Regions from separate parts of the Canis lupus genome. Here region 2 is linked to region 1. The links are chromatin contacts, called in public Hi-C maps. All regions are on one chromosome and are shown on one strand. Each heading gives the region's core, a stretch centred on a gene start, on an enhancer-like site or on the middle of the called end of the contact. The rest is flanking DNA. Distances are from core to core; before and after follow the strand shown.

The links. Hi-C and Micro-C count contacts between places; a contact is called where the count stands out from the background.
Region 2: a contact with region 1 is called in a Hi-C map of skin fibroblasts, with 2.4 times the contacts expected there. The contact joins two enhancer-like sites. A contact is called at or near these places in 2 of 9 Hi-C or Micro-C datasets (amygdala and skin fibroblasts).

The regions. Positions count from the first base shown.
Region 1 is chr22:9,046,190-9,052,943 of UU_Cfam_GSD_1.0, reverse strand. All of the region lies in intron 37 of VWA8 (von Willebrand factor A domain-containing protein 8), which reads right to left. Among named protein-coding and RNA genes, the nearest start is that of RGCC, 150 kb to the left of the region's middle. Within about 2 kb of position 2,398, at least 2 of the 20 cell types and tissues checked have an H3K27ac peak or open chromatin away from gene starts, as enhancers often do.
Region 2 is chr22:9,220,133-9,226,886 of UU_Cfam_GSD_1.0, reverse strand. No RefSeq gene overlaps it. Among named protein-coding and RNA genes, the nearest start is that of RGCC, 24 kb to the right of the region's middle. Within about 2 kb of position 3,591, at least 8 of the 20 cell types and tissues checked have an H3K27ac peak or open chromatin away from gene starts, as enhancers often do.

The sequences.
Region 1 (6,754 bases), core at 1,149-3,648:
ACATCTCTGTAGAGTTTCCTTCAATATATATAATTATGAATGACAAAGCATTCTGGGATTCTCTGACTAAAACTGGTATGTGTAGGTAGTTCAACCTGAAGGTTCTGCTAAAATGTCTCCCGTCAAAGTAAGTACAACTAAATTAATTGGAGTAAAAGTGCTAGAGCACAATTAGAGAGAAGCTGATGAGCTGCAAATATTCAAGTTGCTCTGGACATTCATTCAAGAGGGTAGGTTAATTTGGTGAGTTGGTTGAATGGAAGTACTTTAGAATGCTTCTTTTCTATTAACAGGTTGATGATGATCTAAGTCAACAGGCAGTACCCAAAGAAACTGCACAAAGAAATAGTATTCATACCTGGACAGAAAATCAGAGACAAAAGTAATTGGCTTGATTTTTTTGTGCCACAAATTAAAGAAGTACTAAAAAATGATGACAGGCATGTCAAAAGGACAAAGAACTGGCTTGAAGGAGTTCCCACTGGCTAAATCTGGAACAATCTGAACATTAAAATAAGATTGGCAAGAGTTATAACCTGTTAAATAAGATAGAAATCCATGAGATAATACTAACAAAAAACAAAGTGTGGGGGGGGGTGCTGCCTGAGTGGTACAGTGGTTAAATGTCTGCCTTTGGCTCAGGTCATGATCCCAATGTCGGGCTCCTTCCTCAGCAGGGAGCCTGCTTCTCCCACTCCTCCCTGCTTGTGCTCTCTCCCACTCTTTCTCTCTTGAAAGAGAGAGCTTTCTCAAATAAATAAATATAATCTTAAAGGAAAAAAAAAAAGAAAAACAGAAAACTCCCCAAGGGATAAGAAAGGTGTATCCTTCCTTATCTTAGAATACCAACTGATAAATGCAGGATGACTGATGAAATTGGGAAAAATCATTGTTTGGCAACCATAGGAGTAATAATTGATTCAAACAAGAATCTCTGATGGATGGTAAAATTAGTGAAAGTTTGAGGAGACATAGATATTCACATAGTCTCAAAATGTATGCCCATAAAAGACATATATTAGTTATAAAAGGAGAAAATATTAGCTTCATTCATAGTGGAGAAAAACAGTGGAGATAGAGAATACTTTAACCAGATGTTCGAAGTTAACATCACCAGTCATGGGACAAACGAACACTCTGTGCCACCTAACAGGACACACTGAGAAAAACACAGCATCACTTCTGTGATATTTCTGCCACAGATGTATAAACTAAATCTCAAAGTGAGAAAACATTAGCTAAACCCAAATAGAGGGATATTTTTACACAAGAATTAGGCTATGCTCTTCAAAAATGTCATGGTCATGAAAGCCAAGGAAAGGATGGGAAACCATTCTGGATTGAAAGACAACACATGATCTCTTTGTCTCTTTGTGCTAAAAAGGATGCTATTGGGACATGTGAAATTTGAATAAGTTCTGTGGATTAAACATTGATGATGTCTGGTTGCCGACTTCCTGATTTTGAGGTCTGTATTGTGGTTATGTAGGAAAGTGCTTTTGTTTTGAGTTAATACTCACTGAAGCGTTTAGAGGCAATGAGGTATCATGTCTATGGCTTACTTTCAAGTGGTTCATGGAAACAAAATATATAGAGAGAAAGATAAACAAAAAGTTTTAAAACATAATTAGATTTGGTGAGGAAAATAAAAAATTAAATTATCTGTTTATACCTGAAGACAGGAAATTACAAATAGGCTTGGGTTTAATGTTCTAAGGGGGAATGTTTTTCCTTTTTATTGTTTTTATCAGCAGTTGTCCTTCATGAACAATATATTCCTTTCAAACTCACCAAAGTTTAGAAGAGACAGTAAAAAACTCAGAGTGGAAGAGTCAAGGCCTGTTCTGTAAAAGATACTCTGTTTTATATATATGTGTGTGTATACATATATATATGTATGTAAATTATATATCTCATATATTTTTATAAACATATCTATCTATCTAAGTATTTCTCGAGCTGAATGAGAAGGAGAATTATATTCAGAAGCTTGAAGTCTGTTTAATTTTGAGAGTGGTTAGGTTAGAAGCTTATCCCTATCATCAAGCCAGAGTGATGCGTAGCTAATTTTTAAACTTCTAAGTAATTATGGGCCATGGGATAGGAAAAAACATCGTACTTTAGTACTAAGAGAGCCATAGTAACTATAACAGGTTCTATTTATTGCTGTGAAACAGTTCTTACATATTTGTTGGGAGGTCTACGGGTTAACTCAAAGCAGATTTAGAACACATGAATTTGTTTCTGATATTATGTCAGGGTTTCCCCTTTCTGGGCAATGACTTATATATGTAAATATGATGGCAGAGTGGTTGAGGTAATGACTCACAGTCAAATGCGGCACTTTCCCCTTTGGCTAGCACAAAACCTAGTTACGCTTAGACTTCCTGACCAGAGCTCTAGAGATGTCATCGCTCTTTGTGGAAAGGATTATTCAACCCATACCAGCACTGTGAAATGCAAGGCCTTTAACGGCATTGTGTTCACTTCCTTTTTTTTTTTTTTTTTCACTTCCTAAAACAGGAATACCTAAGTGAAAAAAAAATAATGAAAATTATCCAATATTGGTAAGTTCTTTGCACTGGGAGAAAAATCCACCATAATACCATCAGAGGGCTGTCAAAAAAAGACTTGACCATTTCATTCAGAACCCTCGCAACTGGAAAGTCTCATAAGACAATTGTAACTAGAATATTTATTTCTGCCCTACTTGTGCTTAGAAAACCAAGCATATATTTCTGAGGTATTCACTCTAGGAATTAAATGGAAGATGAAATTAATGAATGCTATGGATCAACGACTGGCCTAATTATCTTCATATTGCATTTGCTAAGCATCATGTTTCATGAATGTCATGCTGAGTGCAAAACAAAATAAATCTGACAATAGTTCTGGCCTTCAGGGAGCCCTAGCCTAGGGAGGTCATTAGTTGTCACTACCAAGGGGGTGGCTCTAGCTGTCAAAACTGCCAAAAAGAAAAAAAAAAAATCACAGGTTCAAGTCTTTTGCTTATTCAGTATTTCTTTAGAGCTATTTCCCCTATTCCCAATTCCTAATTTTGTGGTTTGGATGGGACCAATAGAGTCCTTGCTCATTCCAAACTCTAGGAGTGAGGACATGACCTAGGTCTGACCAATTAAGAGTATTTCATCTCTTTGGTCGCAGTGATTGGTTCCGGATGGGCTTGTGACCCCACAGGCCTATTGGACTATCCCTGGAGACTTCTGCTGAAATTACTGGCAGAGACATGCCCCTTTGGCTGGAATTGCCAACTATGAGAACCATGTGTTGCCTAGCGCTGGGAGGAGGGCTATCTTTGCCACTAGATGGAGAAAAGGTTTTGTAACAATGAAGCAACTCCAGGAAAAAGAGCCAAGAGGAAAGAAACTAAGTCACATGACATATGTTGAGCCCTTGGTTTGAGCTGTGCCTAAGGCCTGGAGACTTCTTGGTTACATGAGCCAATAAATTCCCTTTTGTAGTTTATGTCAATGTGAGCTGAATTTTTGTCACGTTTAATGCTCTATGTAAACATTTTCATACCTTTTCCATAATAAATCTAGAATCACATGAAATAATAGGTCCTCTCTTCAAAGGTATAGGGATAGGTTATTCTTTTAACTGTCAACCCTAGATTTATTCCAGATTTATTCTCTGAAATCATAAATGCCATGCAACGTGGCTATATCTTGACCTGAGTCAGGTTCAGGATTAGCAATGAAGGTCTTGTACACTATCATATTTTTCCTCTTTGATGACCTCCAGCAGTTCCTAGCCACAGGGAGCCTAGAGCAGCCTAGTTTCTACTATTCAGGTAACTCCTTACTGCACCACTCCCCAAAAGGTGCCCCTTGCTTTTAGTTAAGTTTGTCTTACAATTTGCTACAGATATGCCTAACCAGACTAACATCCTTTCAATCGCTTTTAAAAATGTCCTGTGTCCACAAGACTGTGCTGATACTAAATTGCACCCTGTCTTCTGAAGTCCCCCAGCCTGTGGGTTTCTGGTGGTCACAGACCTGGCTCTTACTGCTGCCCCTGCTCTGGTATATCTTCCACTACCTCTTTGGGATACTTGGTGTTCAACCTGGATTTGCCCTGTGGGCTTGCATCACACTGGCTATGCTTGCATCACACTGGCTATGATGTTTGCTGACTCTTCTGGTTTCTGTGCCAGGTCACTCCTGGATTTGTTGTGATCCAAGCCTATGGCACAATTCATCCTCTTATTAAGGAAACACACAGTACTCATTTGTATCCATGCCTGTGGTCATGATTTTTGGAATGCCTGGAATGCTCTGACCTCTCATTTTGAACTATCTAAAGACAAAATAAAAGTTCAACCTAAGCCCCATCTCCTTCACTTATAAATTTTGTCTGAATACATACTTCTCTTCTGAACTACTGTATGGCACAGGGCCCAAACTCCCCAATATACATTGAACTACACATTGCTTTGTACTACGTCCTGCTGTTTCATGACTATCAGCCTCATCTCCCCAGTCACATAGTATAAACTCCCTGAGGGTAAAAACCATGCCTCATATTTCAGTATTTCCCCATCTCCCCATAGGTCCTATATTGGTGGGTACAGAGTAAGTGCTCTATAAGAACATTCTGGATGGCTGGTTTCCAAGGGACTCAAATATCTATTGTTTGTCCATAATTTCCATAATTCAGTAGATGACCCCCGGCCGGCCCATCTCACAAAGAAACTCTACAGCTTGGATCACTACCATCTCCCTAGGAGATTATGGTTTGTTGACTTTCCTGAAGGCAGGTGTAGAATATATACACTGTTTCATGAAAATCAACTAGAAATAGAGGGTGGGGTTGAGGGGAACCAACAGAATTTTTAAGGGACTGAGATTCAACTAGTAGAGCCATTAGATTATACATACAATGACATGACAGGAAAACTTCCTCATCAAAAAAAAAGTATTTAGAATGGCAAATATGTAATTATATTTGGATCTACAGGCATCAATTGTTGCTTGAAATATGTGGCTGGAAGGCCATTCATTACCACATATTGAGATTATACTTAAAAGTTTTCACTGTACTTATATGCAGACAATTACTGATAAATCAATTAATTTAAAAATGCAGTGACAGTTTTTTTGTAGGTACACAAATATGGCTGAAATAAGATTGATACTTGAGTGGTTAAATAAAATCATGAGAACACAGCACTTTGGAAAAGAAAAGTAACTTCTAAGTGAATAAAATGCCAGCTTCCTCTGGGACAGACCAGCTAGTCTAGTTCCTCTGGCTTTTGGGTCCCAGCCAGTTTTCTGCTCTGCCCTGCAGCTTGAAGGCTTCACACTCCCACTCCAGAAATAGTGCACATTTCTCTATGGGATCCAGTGCTTTTAGCAGTTTTCTGATGGAAGCAGAGAATATTGATAGCTCTGTTGTTAGGCTATAGATCATGGGGGACATATATGGACTGTGTGCTGCCTGGAAAGTGAGCAGAAGTCCATGGGAGAACACCCATTTTCCTGCCTCTGTCTTCCTATCAGCAAGTCCTACAGAGGTTCACATGAAACTGGTTCTAGAAAGTCATTTTAACCCCCTACTGGGCCTTGTGTCTTTTAACTTGTCAACTTTTAAATGTGTTACAGAAATAGGAGACAAGACATTGAATTAATGCAGCTGACTTGAGTATGCCAAATACTAGCAAATCAATGTCCAACCCCTCCTATAGAGTTTATTTTTGCTACCACTCCCCCGCCCCCATAAGCATTTGTTTGTTTGTTTGGTTGTTTTTTTAATTCCAGTATAGTTAACATGCAGTCTTATTTTAGTTTCAGGTATACAATATAGTGGGGTTCAACACTTTTATATCTGACTCAGTGCTCAATTTCCAAGACATCTTTCCTGTTCTTTGAAGGTTCCTATGTTAAATAGCATCACGTTTCTGTTTTATGACTAACATATTTTCTTTTACTTCTCTGAGAATATCAATTGTCACTTTGTGAAATGTTCTTTCTCCATCACATTTGTTTTCTCTGTTCATTTGTCTTTTTTTTTTTTTCTTTTTTTTAATTTTTATTTATTTATGATAGTCACAGAGAGAGAGAGAGGCGCAGAGACACAGGCAGAGGGAGAAGCAGGCTCCATGCACCGGGAGCCCGATGTGGGATTCGATCCCGGATCTCCAGGATCGCGCCCTGGGCCAAAGGCAGGCGCCAAACCGCTGCACCACCCAGGGATCCCTGTTCATTTGTCTTGATTTCCACTATTTTTGTATAGAAGGCTATCCAATAATATTTAAGAATAAGGCATTACAAAGTGGGCTGAAAAGTTTTTGCACAAAGGTAGGTCTTGATAATAAGTGGGTCTTCTTGTAAGGTTACTAGGGAGAAACTTGCAAATGTTAGCATCAGAAAGGTTTTTCTCTTGGACATGTCAGTTTCCAGAAAGGGGATTTTTCTACTCTTCTGCTCAAAGTGTATAAATGTGGATGCCAGCGTCATAGGGATCTAAATAAGAAAAGCAGACTTCCGCTTTATCTTCTTGTTTTCTATATGATCTCACTCTTGTCCCAAATTATACAAATCTCCATTATAGCTCCTGTTTTTGATCAATCTATAGAAGAGCCAGTGGCCCAGGTGCATAAGATGGAGAAGAAAATCTGGATATCTAAATGGTCCCTATATAGACTTCCAGTTAATCTTCCAATTTTTGGTGCCACCCTGCACTCCAACCTTCAGAGGTACGTGGTGCCTGATGTCCTAATGCTTTGTGGTTT
Region 2 (6,754 bases), core at 2,342-4,841, 170 kb before region 1:
TGAAGTCTGATAAGTTTTTATCTGTGAAATAACTTCAACTTATATACTCTCAGTAACAGATTTGGTTCTCAACTGTTTATTAAAATTGTTTAAGTCACTAACGGTCTGCCTATTAAGCCCTACCTACCTCATTCCCCCAAGTGTGGGAAATTAGTCCTAGAACACAAAGTTCTATTAAAATTTTGTATCTCCTTTGGGATTTTGCACTTTTCAGATAACTATTGTTGTCTTCAAGTTGCTAAAGTGTCTTCATAGCACCTGAGTTAGATTTTATGTTGCTTTTGGCTCTTGGGAACCTCTGAACCTACAATCATATGGTCAGTTCACCCCATGGCTGATTTAGGACTGGCTGGAGTTTTTCTAATTATCAAAGACTAGGACTGCCTTTGAAAGGAATCCTCTCTGGGCCATCGCTGAGTTCTGAAAGCCTATCCCCGTATCCTCACCCTGCTTCTAATCCACCAGGGATCTGCTGGGACTAATACTTTTGGCAGATCTGTGACCCGTCTCTTTGTGACCACTAAGGCATAAACCCCTCTGGCTTGTTCTTTCCAATACTCTCATCCCCATCTGTTTTCTCTTCCTTCGCCAAGCCTCCCTTATGTCTTTTGTATTCTTTGCAACTTCTCCTCTGGAAATACTCCACTCCGTGGTCATTACAGTTCTATACACCCGCAGTCTCTGCTTTCAACATTTCCCTCTTTGTCTTTGACCTTAACTGAAAACTTTGAGTTCTCCATCGAGCAGTCCTTTCAAGTGGAGACTATTTTCTCACCATGTGTTTGGAGAGAGGGTTCACACTATCTTCACTCACAACTGCTTCTAGCCCATTACTCTTCCACTGTTGTATAAAAACCTATGTCTCTTTGAGATGAATGTCACTGGGCTGTGTCATCCTCGACTCCTCCTTGTTGCTGTCATTTGTGCACCTCCCTGACTCACAGATTTTCTCTTCCCTCCAATCGTGCTGAACCTCTGGGTGGTTTTAGCATCTATTTGGTGAACTCATTCAACACCACCTCCCAGTTCCCTGATCCCCTTTGCTTCAGTGATTTTCATCTTCATTCAGATCAAACTAACCAATCCCCTGGCCACATCCACTCCTTGTTATGGGTAGAAACTTTCACTTCTGAATAACTTAGGTAAGTCACACTAACTAATGTCCTGTTCACTTGGCTATTCCTTCCATAGCTGGTTCACCTCATCACAACCTCCCACGACTTCTCCCAAATCGCTTTTGACACCCATCTCTGTCTCTGCTTTATAGTTCCCATCACTGTCTTTGCTTACTTAGATAGTTCTATTAGTTCATAACTCTGATCAACTGTCTCATTCCATTTTCTTCTATCTTCATTATCAACAATAGCCAAACTATGGAAAGAGCCCAAATGTCCATTGACTGATGAATGGATAAAGAAGATGTGGTATGTGTAGACAATGGAATATTACTGAGCTATCAAAAAATTTGAAATCTTGCCACTTGCAACAAGATAGATGGAGCTAGAGAGTAGAATGCTAAGCAAAATAAGTCAGAGAAAGACAAATACCATATGATTTTCCTCATATGTGGAATTTCACAAACAAAAGAAAAAACAGAGTAACCAAGAAACAGACCCTTAACTCCAGAGAACACACTGATGGTTACCAGAGGGGAAGGGGGTGGAGGAATGGGTGAATTAGGTGATGGGGATGAAGGGGTACACTTGTGATGAGCACCGGCTGATGTATGGAAGTGCTGAATCACTATATTGTACACCTGAAACTAATACCACACTATATGTTAACTAACTGGAATTAAAACAAAAAGTGTAAAAATAAAAAGAGAACGCTAAAATAGTTGTAAATGTGTTTTGCAAACACTAGGGCAACCACTTAACAGATTGTAAAAGAAGTATAACTAATATGCTAAGAAAGAGAAAATGAAACCATATAAACTGCTCAATTGAAACCAGAGAAGGTAGAAAAAGAGTAGAAGATCAAAAACAAAACAAAAAGACACCCCCCCCAAAAAAAAAAAAAAAAAAAAAAAACAAGAAGCAAACAAAACAGGGCAAAGAATTGAAAACAGTTGTCTGTCTGTCTCTCATCTATTGTCCATTGATCTGATCTGCAGTGTCCAGTTTGGGAGCCCTAGTCACTTGTGGCAACTGAGTGCTTTGGACTACAGCTAATGTGTCGGAGGAAGTGGATTTTAAAATCCAGTTAATTTAAATTTAAATGGCCACAGATGGCTAGTGGCTGCCATATTGGTGACATCTGTCTAATGGTTCTTCCCATAGGGGCATCTTTTTTGCAATGCAGCCCCCCCACCCCCCAGAGGGACGCCTTTTCCGAATCCCTCTGTAAGGCAGCTCTGCGCACCAGTGGTCGAGGACTTCTTTGGGTTCTCCATTCATTCAGCTTGATTGTGAGCCCCTGAGGGTCCCCAGGCCTGTCTGCCTAGAGTGCAAAGCCCTCAGCTCAGCACAAAGTAGTATCCATAGTGCCGCTGATGGATGCCTGCAGTCCCTGAGCGCTGTCACCAGTCTTATTTGACCCCCACAGTTGCCCTGGCAGGGAGGCATTAGCACCCTCGTGCTATGGACCACCACCACCAGTAGAGAAACCAGCTTTTCCCGGGGCCTGTGGGCTTTTCAGTAGCAGAGTGGGGTTCAAACCTGCCAACCTTGCAACATGCTCCTTCCTCTGTCAGGATGCTCGGTGCCCACGTATCTTACTTGTGTTTAAAGTCTTGGTTGGGGGATCCCTGGGTGGCTCAGCGGTTCAGCACCTGCCTTTGGCCCAGGGCGTGATCCTGGAGTCCCGGGATCAAGTCCCGCGTCGGGCTCCCGGCATGGAGCCTGCTTCTCCCTCTGCCTGTGTCTCTGTCTCTCTCGTCTATCTATCATGAATAAATAAATAAAATCTTTAAAATAATAATAAATAAATAAATAAAGTAAGTAAGTAAGTAAGTTAAGTCTTGGTTGTCTCCACAAGAGAATCAGTTCCCTGAGGGCCGGGCCCAGACTGAGCCCATCGTGGGGGCCCCTGTCTCTCCCAGTCAGCGCACTTCCGTGTGGTTTCAGGGCTAGAATCCTGTTGCCGATGCGGTTAGTTCATAGTTTCCCCCACTGGAGGGCAAGCTTTTCCAGTTTTATTTACTTTTCTGATTTCTTAAGACTGCCGGGAACGACCGACCCACCGGCTGTAGAAGGGCCTGGGTTGTTTGCTGTGTTTTAATTGTTTCGGGGAAATGAGATGGTTTCCATGTGCTAGAAGTTGTGTAACATATACTTTCGGATTTAATATATCCTGGCGGTTGCCTTCCGTACACACTACAAATTCCAGATGCAACGTTTGTGAAGTGGAAAGCCCACACTGGCCCGTGGTTGGTTGGTGTGGAGGAGTTAGGGGCGGCGGAGGGCCCTGGTCGGAGGGGGGTGGAGGGGACACTGCTCTCGGGCAGGCCCAGCCCCCCTTCTCCTTCTCTGCAGGGGGCAGGGTCATCCCGGTGAGCAGTACCCCGTGGCTCAGTGTCCTCCAGCCGGAAGGCCCTCAGAGTCAACCATGTTGGTTGCCCCCCGGGCACCTCAGGGGGCACGAGTAGGCCCCCTGGAGCACACGGGAAGTCATGCTCAGCGGCAGAACTAAAGGGTGCAAGCAGCCTCGGCTCTGTGCACCATTTCGTGGACGTGGCTCTCTCTTCCTGGGCTCAAAAGTCTAGAGACAATGAGAGTTTTGAATGTGGGACAAAAGTGAACCAAGCCTTTTATTTTATTTTATTTTATTTTATTTTATTTTATTTATTTTATTTTATTTTATATTTTATTTTATTTTATTTTATTTTATTTTATTTTATTTTATTTATTTCATTTTATTATTCATGATAGACACAGAGAGAGAGGCAGAGACACAGGCAGAGGGAGAAGCAGGCTCCATGCAGGGAGCCCGATGTGGGACTTGATCCCGGGTCTCCAGGGTCACACCCTGGGCTGAAGGCAGGTGCTAAACTGCTGAGCCACCCGGGCTGCCCTGAAGCCTTTTTTTTTTTTTTTTCAAAATTGATTGATTGATTTTAGAGAAAGAGAGAGAGCATGAGCAGGGGGAGGGGCAGAGGGAGAAGGATGGAGAGAGAAGCTACAAGCAGAATCCTCCCAGGACCCTGAGATCGTGACTTGAGCCCAACCAAGAGTCACCCACTTAACGGACGGAGTCCCCCGGGCCCCCACAAGCGAAGCAAGCCCGCCTCCCACTAGTGCCCGGACACGCAGAACACGGCAGCCTACATACGCAGAGCGAGCTGCCCGTCGTCGCGCCCGGGGAAGATTCCAGGTTAACCCCGGGCACCCACGGGTCTACCTTGAGGCTTCGCTGCAGAGCCCCTGTGTGCAGAGGCCGACGAAGGCGGGGCGGCGCGCGGCTGCACCTGCTCCCCCGGGGCTCCCTAACGAACCCCCAAACCTAATGCGGCCTCTTCCACAGGTGCTGGCCGCCAGCCGCTCTCCCCAGGGTGACCGAGTCCCTTGTGTTCCCCGGGGCCTCAGATGCCCCTGTCTTGTCTGTCTTCATGATGGTGGTGGTCGGGAGAAGGTAATCAGCAGCAGGTGGCACCCCCCAGTGGGGGTTCTCGCCTCAGCCAGGGAGGGGCACCCGGGGTCAGAGCACTGGAGAGCCCGGCAGCCTTCCCTCCTTAATTCTACACCGAACAGAAGGGGTTGGGGTATGAGCAGAAACGTGTCCTACTGTACAACGTGGACGGCAACCCCTGACCACCAGCGGACACAGCAGGTGGGAAGCTGAGGATTCCACTGTGCCTTTCATGAATATTCCCCAGTTACTTCTTCTCCCCACCCCCCGCCCCCACTCTTGCCTGCTCATCACTCAAGCGCTTATAAAACACTCTCGGGACTCTCCCCCTCCAGATATTTCAATTCCATTGATTTGGGGAGGGCCTGGGCAGTGACACTTTTTAAAAGCTCCCTTTGGGGACACCCCAGTGGCTCAGCAGTTGAGCATCTGCCTTCAGCCCAGGGCGTGATCCTGGGGCTCCTGGTTCGAGTCCCGCATCGGGCTCCTTGCATGGGGCCTGCTTTTCCCTCTGCCTGTGTGTGTGTGTGTGTCTCTCTCTGTGTGTGTCTCTCATGAATAAATAAATAAAATATTTAAAAGAAATAAATAAATAAACGCTCCCTTTGAAGAAAAGCGACCTAATTTTAACGCTGAGCTCCTCTGCTCCGGGCGATGCTGGGATCAGAGGTGAGGAGCCTGCAGAGCAGGGGGCGGCTGGGCTGGAGAGAGGCAGCAGCAAAGGGATCACGGGAAACCATTCACTGCTTTACGGGGGAGCAACATCTTCCTGGTTCTTCGCAAAGCTCTTCCCAGCTCGTGATCTGAGAGTAGTGCATTGAGGAAAGGACACAGCTTTTGGAGTGAGACAGGCAAGGTGAGACACCCAAAGTTGGGTGACGCTGGGCAGGCATTTATCCATCGTGTCCCATGGGTGCTGCGGTGAGAGCCTGATGTGATTGTGGCCTGGGTGGCAGCACTCTGTTATCTATAGTCCAGTAAATATTTGAGTCTCCTCTTTTTTGTTTCTCTGCAAGATAGCTTTTGAGCCCAAACGGGCAATTGCTTCTTCAAAGCCCTTTGCACATGAAGCGAGGCTTGCAATCCTCCAATACCTGCAAGCGCCAGGGATCAAGACTGTCCCTGATACAGTGATCGTGTGACCTGAACCCAAGAGTCCAGACTAAATCTTCTAAACTATATTAAAAGTTGTGACTACTGGGCAGCCCAGGTGGCTCGGCGGTTTAGTGTCGCTTTCAGCCCAGACCATGATCCTGGAGACCCGGGATGGAGTCCCGCATCGGGCTGCCTGCATGGAGCCTGCTTCTCCCTCGGCCTGTGTCTCTGCCTCTGTCTCTCTGTGTGTGTGTGTGTGTCTCATGAATAAATAAATAGAAATCTTTTTTTAAAAAGTATTTATATGAAAAAGATTACAGAAGAGGATAAAAATTCAATGACTTTAGGTAGTGTTTTGTATTTTTTTAAATGCAAGTATGTACTGATTTCTGTTTTTTATGCAGCATGTGCTTATTTAATACTGGAGCCAGTCTGGACCAGTCAAGTCCTAGGTTCTAACCTTGCATCCTTATTTTTCTCACAGCACCTGGGTGCTCCGAAAATGGAAAGAAGATAAAAAAACAAGTTCAGAGATATATGAAGACAGGTAAAGATCTCAAGGCTCTCACTGTCTGGTTTGTTTCTCTTATCCATGATTGCTGTTGTTTGAGATATAAATATCCTATAGCTAATAATTCTTTTTTCTATTCCAATTTCCTACTGGTCTTTAGAGTTGCCACGTCAAACTGCCCAAAGCATATTATGAAATACTCAAGACTAGCTTACGAGGGTCCTAATTAACAACAGAACCCATTCCAAGTGCTGCTCTACATGTTATATGCTAGCCTAAGGGCAGGGTGCTTTTCTTCTTACCAACATCATGTGTGTGTGAGAGAGAGAAAGAGAGACAGACAGACAGAGATACAGAGAGAGTGACAGATATTGGGCTGTGTTTCTGGCTTGTCCTCTCCAAGGGGGACAGAACTTGGCTTGCTCTCTTCTAGTAGAGGTTTGGAAAAAATCAGCTATTTTTGCTTTGGGGTAAAATGATCTTGTGACATAAAGCCCCATGAATCCCACTCCCAGGAATTTATCGTGAATGAAACTAATCAGAAACCAAGAGAGCTGTTTAAACTTATTTTTGTAAAATTGT